Linked DNA regions of Mus musculus: region 2 is linked to region 1. Evidence: chromatin contacts called from public HiChIP or PLAC-seq data. All regions are on one chromosome and are shown on one strand. The core of a region is the stretch at or near the end of the contact, and the rest is flanking DNA. Distances in the headings are between cores, read along the strand shown. Region 1 holds the start of Casz1 (castor zinc finger 1). Region 2 overlaps Casz1 (castor zinc finger 1).

Region 1 (4,691 bases), core at 1,158-3,657:
CACTCACACGGGCAAGGTTCCCATTGAGGAACCCATTAGGAGAGGGTTGTAGAGCTCCTGAGAACAAAAGTGGAGTGAAGAATAAGTGGGTTAATGAACATTTAGTGGGAGAGATAGGCTTGTGATGTTGAGGGGAAGGTGGAATGGAATATGTGTATGTGGTATGGACAATTCTAGTGGGAAAAGGGGTTGAGCCTAATACTAGGAATGGAGGTGGGTCTGATAATGATGTAGAAAGAAATCTGTCACCATCCCCTTCCTGGCCAGGCCTTGTTCATTGTCTAATTCAGTTCTGTCTCCCACTGTGGAGTGTTGGGCTTAGAAAATACATACTCAGTGAATGAATGAGCAAAGGATTACTCCAAATAAACATAACAAAAGGAAACTAGACAGAGGACAAGAAGGGATGGGGAGAGGACTTGAAGGAAGGAGGGGTACTGGATGTCCCCAGGAACAAGGACAGTTACTGGCACTTACAGATCAATATCTTGGCCCAAGCCCTTTTCCTGCATTAACCTACGTTAGTCTTGCAACGCTCCCAGACAGCAATACTGTTATCAGCCCCATTTCTCTGTTGGGATAACTGAGGTACAGAGGTCAAATGTCTCATTCAAGGTCACCCAGTTGGTGAGTGGCTGGTGGTCTGTCCCTGTAGCTCAAGTTGTTGGCTGCTGCTGCAGTGGTGAGCAGGCCTACTTTGTCACCTCTCGGATGACAGTGACTCAGTTTCTCTCCGTGTGGGCTGGCAGGATTGAGCTTGAGATCTCTGGGGGAGGGGGGCATTGGGGTGGGGAGGGCATGTGTTCTCCTGAGTCACCAGGTTCAAGTATCTCAGAAATACTTGGATGAGTCTGAAGCCTGGGAGCTAAGGATGGGAGATGGAAGGGGAGACGTAGGCCACAGTCTGTTGCGGCTGCAGATGACTTCTGTTAATTCTTGGAATAAGGAGGGAAGAGACCAAGATGAACTGGTGGATTTGGGGTTGTCCAAACCCCCAAATCTGCTCTTCGTGGGCTGTCAAATCTGAGTAGTGAGGTCTGGATTTGTTGTTGTTGTTGTGTATGTTTTTGTTTTGCTCCAGTTTATTTTCCTACAAGTGTGACACAGCTGTCACTTACCATAGCATCTGAGGAGTGTGTGACACCTCACAGCACTGACCCAGAGGTTTTATTTAGGAACTCTACCACCTCAGGGCCAGAGAGCCTCAGACTCTGGTCATTTGCCTCTGGACCAATGAACTTTGAGCTCACAGCAGGGCAGGGAACACATCCCAGCAGGCGACTGTCCTAGCGCTGGCCAGGCAAGACAGTAGGGTCATGAAGCAGAGCAAAAGCTTTCCAGTAGGCCCCAGTCCCCAGCAGGGCTGGGCATTGTGGGCGGCATTTTCTCTGAGCAGAACTCACTGTGTAAAGTGCACCTCGAAGTTGGATTATGCTTTGCACTTTTGCTTATTTATGCAATTAATAATTTGCCTATTACAGCGGTCAGTTTCTAACTCATCTTGCCTGGGGGTCCTTCGCCTTTGATTTTTTTTTTTTTTTTTTTTTGGTCTCACTTCCTGAATTTCCATCCTGAATTCTGCAGTAGGAACAAAATGGGTATCATCGCTGAGTCTATGCTGGGGTGTGGTAGCCTGACTGGGAGAGGAAGGACCAGGTGTTAGGGCCAGAGGACCGGTGACCCGCGTAGACAGCTAAGAGGCCCTGCTAGGGTATTGCAAGGATGCAAAGTGTCCTTCAGGGGAGATGAAAACGGCTGTCACCTCCCATCTCCAGGCCAAGGGATCGTCTCCCCCAAGACACTCTGCTTTCTCCGTGGATCTTTCACTTTGCAGCATTCTCGTTTTAATGCACATGATTTGCCCTCCTCCCACGCATAGAGTAAGGTTGTTCTGCGTGGCCTGTCTTGCTCACTTAAGGATTTATTTCTTGCATAAGGGGCTGAATGAAAACTCCCCTTTGCAGAGAGTAAGAGCAAAGAAAATATCAAACAGGGAAGATTTCATTCGACTCTTCTAACAGTCTGGCTTGCAAAAAAGAGAGCCAATTTTCATTGAAAAAGTGGGAACCAAACTCGGGGTGTCAAAGGGTTCAGAATAGCTGGAAAGTAACGCACCCTTGTCCCTTTCTTCTGTCCCAGTCTCAACTCCATTCAGAGGGTGTAGAAACCTTCCGGAACCGCACAAGGGAGCAGCGCGCTCTGATTCTGCTTCGCTGGCCGATCTCGCCGCGCGCGCACGCGGAGCCCAGCCTTGGCGGTGGGTGGGAAGAATGCTAGAGGGGAAGGTCTGGGGGTGTGAGGGTGGAGCGGAGCCCAGCCCCGCGATCCGGCCCGGGTTTTGCATGCCACCCACTCGCCCGTTCGGCCGCGGAGAATTCCATAATCACAGCGGGCGAGAGCGGAGACTGGGAGCGAAAAATCCGGGATCCGGCAACTTCGGTCGCGCATGCGCGCCCGCGGCGCTCCATCCCAAACACACACACATTTTTCCCCGGACTTGGAAAGTCACCCAAAGCCGCCCCAAGTGCAGGTAAGAGACTCGGCGCTCCTTCCACCGCGGCCCCTTCAAGCCCTCCACCTCTGCGGGCCTATTGGGGCGCCTCCAGGTTTCACCCTTGTCCCGGTGCAGTTCACTACCCCCGGGGTTGCCGCTTGCAGCTGGGAGCGGGCGAACGAGCGAACGACCGAGCCAGCCAGCCTGCGAGCGGCGGCTGCCACCCAACTCCGGCTGTACGGGAGGTAGGGGGCACAGAGGGCTGGCACCCCGGCGCGGGGCGGCGCGGCGCCCGCAGTGACCAGGGGAATGCCCGGCGAGCCGCTCCAGTGGAGGGAGGGCTGCAGCTCCTGGGGGTCACTTACTCCAACTGAGGGGTCGGCGGGGTAGGGGAGAAGAGGGGGAGGTGCCAGGCACGAGTACAGGACTTTGCAACTAGGGTGGGGGCGCTTTCCGCGCAGTGGGCTGGGGGCGCAGGTGCTTGCCAATACTGGGTGATCGTTCCTTCTCCCACGCCCCCTCCTGCTGCAGGGGGGTCGTGAGCTGTCTGGAGGAGAGAAGGAGGCAGGGGTGAGGGGCTCCTGGGGTGACTTTGCAAGACTTTGCCCAAGGGAAGGGGTGGGTGGGGATCTCCTCTAGCCGGCTCTTGTGCCCCGACACCGGGGTGTATGTTCTGCCAGCAGAGGTAGGCAGTGTTCGCGTAGGCGCAGGGTGCCAAGGGGAGCTCCGGGTGGGAAAATGAAGGCAAGAGGGTTCTGGGATCTGGGGAGCGGCGCCCCCTTTTCTATCTGTGCCTGGGAAGTTTATCTCAAGTGCGCCGCTCCAAGCGCGGCAAGTGGCGCTTCTTACTCTTTCCCCCTACCCCCGAGTCCCCCCCCGGGCTCCGGCTCGCAACGCTGGGTACTGGCTCCGACCGCTCTGCTGTCGGCTGAAGCTCGCCCTGGATCTGGGGAAAAGTTCCGGGGGAGTTGTGGCGGCTACTGTGTGCGCGGAGAGAGAAGTTGCGCCCGGGGACTTGGGACGCTGGGTTGGCAGGCCCGATTGCGGGTGGAGCGGTGAGCTCCGGCGCCGGAGGTGGGGGCTCTCTCTAGGGATAGGAGAGGATTGGACGGGGTCTGTGACCCTAGGTGGGCTGAGGAGGACCTCGGGGGTTTAGCGTGTGGAGAGGACATGGGGCTGAAATCGGCTCCTGGCAGAGGACAGGAGCATGTAGGGGCACAGGGGACAGTGAAGGGGAGATGACTGGGCCACCAGGACTCTTGGGTCGACCTTCACTATACAGGAGCGTCAAGTGGTAACTGACGGAGTGGGACTCTGAGGGGTGCGCGGGAATCAGGGGACCCTGCCAGACAGACCCTCAGCCGTGGACCTCCCGGGACAGGGGGCTGAGTCGTGCGCCCGGGGTGAGCCGGCCGGGCGGAGCGGCGGCCGGTTTATTTTTACTCGGTGGCATTTGCAGAATGTGCAGCTGATGACCGTCGGCCGCCAGGAAGTTTTGCTTTCTGTTCTTTCTCTCTCTTTTCGAAGCCAGCGCGACCCGGAGCGGGAGAAGCCGGGGAGCAAGGCCTGGGAGGGGAGGGGGCGGCCTCCTAGGGTGGAGAGATTCGACCAGGGGAGCACTGGGGCTGCGGGCGGGGGTGCCCGGGCGCGGGCGGGCGCTGGGCGGCCGAGAAGCGGTTGAGCGAATGTCTGTCCCCAGCGTTTGGACTCTACTCTGAGAGGGGAACAGGTGTATGCGCCGTCAATCACAGCGGGAGGGACACTTTGGGGGCGTAGATTAAGATCATAATAATAGATTTTTCTCTAGGGGGTGGGCACAGATTCTTCTTCCAAGTCTTCCCCGACCGGGGTCCCCGAGCTGGGGGAGGAGAGGAGTGAGGCCAGGGACCGCTTCTCCCCGCAGACAAGTTTCTCCAGATTCAGCTTCGGCTTGCGAAGCCGGCCTGGGTGCGGCGAGGACCTCCATCCAGTCACGCTGGGAAGGGTGAAGATGTAGATGCCTGGGTGGAAGATGTGTTCCAGCAGGGATAATACCCCTCCTCCGAGCTGGAGCTCCCCTAAACCTGGCAGAATGTTGGGGAGACTGAGCGTGTACGTCGCTTCTCCAAAGGAGTGTGGGGGGCGCGGCCCTCGGTGTGTGTATCTGTCCAGCTAACGCTTAATACAGTCACAGAGGTTGGGGGTGGGATGGGGTAAA
Region 2 (4,691 bases), core at 802-3,301, 51 kb after region 1:
CGTCATGCCAGCCCACTCTCCTCTCCCGTCTTTTCATACACACTGGTATCCTCTGTGCCCCAGGCTCCAGCTCCGACCCAGAACCAATGTGGGGGGTGGGGGTGTCCCAGGCATTTGGTGTTTGATACCTGTCCCTTCCAACCCAGCTTCTAGCAGGCCCAATGCTTTGATTTTGCTCTCTCCGCCCTCTCCTACTTCAAATACGTTCCTGGGATGGACGGAGCTTTATTCTTATTAGCCCAGCAAAAGCCCAATGTAGGTATTTTTCTGATTTTTATTTTTCTGATTTTTATTCAACACCTTCACTGATTTTCAATTTCTCTTCCTTGACCTCCTGTTTGTCACCTTCTCTCCCCCTCTTCCTTCCCCACCTGCCCCTCCTCTTCCCCTTCCTTCTCTCCCCTCCTCCCTCCCCCTCGTCCTTCCTCACCTCCCCCTCTTCTTTCCCCACCTACCCCTCCTCCTTCCTCACCTCCCCCTCTTCCTTCCCCTTCCTTCTCTCCCCTCCTCCCTTTCTCCCTCCCTCTTACCCCCTCCCCCTTCTCCCCTTCCTCCTCCCCCTCCTTTTCCTCCCCTCCTCCCCTCTCCCTCTTAGCTTTCTTAGCAGTGTTAGACCTCCTGGCTTACAGCCTTCAGGTTCTCCACTACGAGCAGTGAAACCCCAGAGAGTCAGTTGCATCACTGACCTGGCCCGGGGAGACCTGCCCCCACCCTGTCTGTATTCCCATCTGTTCTGCAGAGGTGAACAGATGGAGCCAGAAGGTAGCAGGGATGAGCTGTGACTGTTTTTTGTTTGTTTCTCTCCCATTATATGGATGTAGAGCTGAGGCTCTGGGTGGTGCAGATGGTTGGAGAGGGGTCAGCTTAAAGTTGCTTGTTTGCTTGTTTGTTTGTTTGTTTGTTTGTTCAAGACAGGGTTTCTTTGGCTGTCTATCCTAGAATGAGCTCTGTAAACCAGGCTGACCTCGAACTCACAGAGATCCACCTGTCTCTGCCTTCCAAGTGCTGGGATTGAAAGCACTGCCTGGCTTGGGTTCTTAACTGAGCCAGGCAGAGCAAGGCCTGGTGTTTGCCATCAGGCTGGTTCTGGCAATGGAGAAGATGCAGGACTCATTGTCATTTGATCAGTGGTGAGAGGAAAGTGGCTCACCTCTGTGAGTCTAACTGGTTGGTGATGCAGGATTGGTGCTGCTTCTGGTTTAGGGCCTCTGAGAGGGGGAGTGTAGGATCTCCTGCAGGCGTCACAGCCTCACAGCGAAAGCTGGGGAAGTGGGAGGATTTCCCAGAAGGCAAGGAGGCAGTGTCCACCATAGCCTCCAAGCGAGGATACACTCAGGTAGTTGGGACGTAGGACCTCATCTGCAGGCCCCTGTTGGTGAGAGCTGCCTTTTCCTGCCCCCCCACTCCCTCGCAGGAGAGGCCAGAACACGTTGTAGTCTTCAGAAATCTGCAGTGGCTTAACTTCACTCAGGAAGGAAAGGTTCTGAACCATGGAGGAGCTAGTCAAATATGTATGCCAGGGTAGTCAGGGCTCCAGGAGCAATTTGGCCTCCAAAAGGACTGCCCAAAGAAACAGAGAGATGGATTGCTGTGCCTCTGAAATGACTGACCTAGCCCCACTCAGTCTTTGCATTTGGGGCCAAACTGTAGTCTGGGGACTACACGGGCTAGTAGGCGGTTGTTCTGATGGAGACCATTTATATCAAAGATAAGAAGCCACAGGAGCCAGGTGGTGATGGTGCACGACTTTTATCCCAGTACTAGGGAGGCAGAGGCAGGTGGATCTCTGAGTTCAAGGCCAGCCTGGTCTACAGAGTGAGGTCCAGGACAGTCAGGGTTACACAGAGAAACTCTGTCTCAACAAAACAAAATAACAACAACAACAACAAACCAACCAACCAAATAAACAAAAGCCACCGGAAGGCTGTGTGACTAGCTTGGCCTTTTGAGGAAGCTCTGGAAAAGATCTGCTGATCCAAGGGGAGGTACTAAGCTTGAGTACAGAAAGATAGGTGGTAAGGATAGCCCTAAGGTGTAGCTCCGGCTGCTGTGCCTCCCCAGGGGCACAAGCCTCACATTCCACACCCTTCCCCCACTCCGGTACGCCCTCCCCTTGTCCTTGACAGAGGGCACTGTATGTTCATGCTAGGCATGGCCAGCAATCCCTGAGCCAGTGGGCGATGTGCCCAGCAGTGATAATCATTGCAGATAAGCTTCTGTGGTGCCCCCTGCCCAAGAGAGAGCAGGAGCCACCCAGGATGCCTCAATGGTGCAACTCTTCCTGGCCTGTAAGTTTGATGCAGCCACAAAGCTGGACCCTGGCCTGGAAGCAGAAAGATCCTGAAAGATGCCCAGATGACTTGTTCAGCGTTGTCTTTTTCCCGCCTCTTTCCTTCTTTGCCCCAAATCCTAAGCAAAATTAAGAAAGATTGAAAGATTGGAAGACAGACAGATAGACAGAAGGAAAGAAGGAAGGAAGGAAGGAAGGAAGGAAGGAAGGAAGGAAGAAAGAAAGAAAGAAAGAAAGAAAGAAAGAAAGAAAGAAAGAAAGAAAGAAAGAAAGAAAGAAAGGAGGCTGCACCCAAGCTTCCTGTTACTGGCTCCCGAAGAAACCAGTCAAATCTCCCCTTGTTGAGAACATTTTGACAGCATAAAATTGCTGCCGGAATGTGACTTTAACGAAAAGTAAAAAAAAAAAAAAAAAAAAAAAAAAAAGGGAAAAGAAAAAAAAAAAAACCTTCCTTCATGCATATGGAGTTTTTTGGAAAAAAAAATGGTATTTTAATGCTTTCTATTAAATTGGGACTAAAAGTGGTGTCTTAATTTGCATGCATTAGCATATTTGCATATAGATCACTGAAATGGTGGAAGAGAGAAGAGCCTTTAAATGAAAATTCTTTTAAAGGCACAGGCCTGCCTCCCTCTCCCTCTCCCTCTGGGATTTGTACTTGATCTTTCTCTGCACCTACAGCCCGCCTTGTGTCTTGATCGCCACGGGAATAGGTAGCTGACCGACACTCAGAGCTGTTTCACTGTGGAATTAGAGGCTGGCAAGCCCTGGTTCTTGGTCACCACAGCCCTGTGGCTTCCTAGTGTAGCCAGGACTCGAGTTGGCCTGTCCCAGAGGTGGCTGTGCGGGGAGGGGCTTGCATCTACCACCAACAGACTGTGGGCCTGGGTCCCTGGGCCTCTGCAAGCCTTTGTCCTCCCACAACTTGGGTTTTCTCCTCTCACCCTTCCTAGGCTATGTTTTGTGCTATGGGTCTACTGTAGACACGGGTGCTCCCTGAGACTTTCCTGGGCTTATAGCCTGGCTTTGTACCAAAGGAGGGGAGGGGGTAGGTGGAGTGGCCTGCTTCTGCTGGTTCTCCCTCTGCCAGCTTCCCCTTCCCACCCTCTTGACACAGAAGGCCCAGGCTGCTGTGTCTCCTTTATCGTTTAGGCCTCCAGTTGTTTAAATGTCACCTCTTCAGACTGCCTAAAGTCACCCCATATATTCCTCAGTCACTCTCTCTGTTTGCCCTCCAAGAACTTGTGTTTCGTCGATTCCGTGGTTATGGTAACGTCCCTTTTCCAGCACCCCCATCCTTGCCTGGGTTAAAGCCGGAGCTCCACGTCCATCTCCCTTAACCAATGCTTAAGACAGAGGTTGGGCATGTGGTAGGTGCCAAGTGAGTGTTTGTTGAGTAAGGGGGTCAGAACCCTTTCCAGAGCTGGGCTAGTAGTGTCCTCAGTGTCGCTGCCTGACTGTGCACAGCAGCCTCTGTGCTGTACTGTGGCCCTCTGCAGATGTCCTGAGTTCAATCCAGGAACAGGGACCTCCAGGCTACTGGGAGGCACTCTGGATGGCAGGCAGGAAGCAGGGATCTGGCCTCGGTGAGCAGCCAGAGAGGTGGCTCCTCTGCAACATGCAGCTGAGGGGAACAGTTTTGACTAATGGAGCTAAGAGTCCTCTTGTGGCAGCCCAAGGAACCCCAATCCTTACAGCCAGGTAACTCCCGCAAGCATCTTTCTTCCCGGTATGGGAATCACACTGGAACTTCAGGGCGTGCAGTCCAGAGTCCCAGCATCCTGTATGTGGATTGTGATGCTGGCCAGCTTTTGTATGGCAGCTCTATTACCCTCTGTACAGTCAGGTGAGATCTGACTCAGTTCAACGCCACCTCTGATGATTCCCTATTCTGATGGGCGGGGATTTCTGATAGGCCCCTCCAAGCTGACAGCAGCCTTGGGCTCCGTGCCCAGCCGGAGGAGGGGAGGACCCAGAGGAGGTGAAGGGGGACACCCAGGGTTGGAGAGGGGCTGTGCCTCCACCACTAATGAAAACCGGAAACCAATTGAACAGGACAAGGTGCCCAGCCAGCAGGTTGTGGGAACGAGGGGCCTAATGGATGTGGCTAGTATACGGGAGCGGATGCCCCATTGATCGTTTAGTGGCTATATTTATCCACCTTGGGTCCCTGGCCCAGCAAGCTGGATGGTACAGGGATAAATAAATGGCCGCTGAAATATTCATGAGCTGCACATGCACATCCGTGGTCAGGGGGACTGCCAAGGGCCTTTGCTTCCTTCCTTCACCCTGTTCTGCAGAAGCCTTTCAGGAAATTCCTCCCACCTGGGCCAGGTGAAGCTTGGCCCAGCCTCGCTGGGCACTCAGCCCAGCCTACCACCTTGGGAACACCTGCACGGCC

The links. HiChIP or PLAC-seq counts read pairs in DNA pulled down with a chosen protein or histone mark.
Region 2: a contact with region 1 is called in an H3K4me3 HiChIP or PLAC-seq map of embryonic stem cells, with 59 read pairs. The contact joins the enhancer-like site here to the promoter of Casz1 in region 1. A contact is called at or near these places in 13 of 39 promoter capture datasets (the 3T3-L1 cell line, 3T3-L1-derived adipocytes, the C10 cell line and 10 more), 26 of 484 Hi-C or Micro-C datasets (the HL-1 cell line, the N1E-115 cell line, Sertoli cells and 17 more), 17 of 115 datasets of contacts at active chromatin or transcription factors (the 230-238 cell line, astrocytes, a beta-TC-6 cell line and 10 more) and 5 of 9 other capture datasets (adipose tissue, embryonic tail, embryonic trunk and 2 more).

What each region holds. Positions count from the first base shown.
Region 1 is chr4:148,801,985-148,806,675 of GRCm38.p6, forward strand. It overlaps Casz1 (castor zinc finger 1), which reads left to right and starts at 2,408. Exons shown (of 21, transcript NM_001159344.1): 1 at 2,408-2,530.
Region 2 is chr4:148,853,635-148,858,325 of GRCm38.p6, forward strand. All of the region lies in intron 2 of Casz1 (castor zinc finger 1), which reads left to right. Among named protein-coding and RNA genes, the nearest start is that of Gm42352, 16 kb to the right of the region's middle. Within about 2 kb of position 2,052, at least 11 of the 459 cell types and tissues checked have an H3K27ac peak or open chromatin away from gene starts, as enhancers often do. A contact at or near this core is called in cortical neurons, embryonic stem cells, pancreatic islet and 1 more, where this site is marked.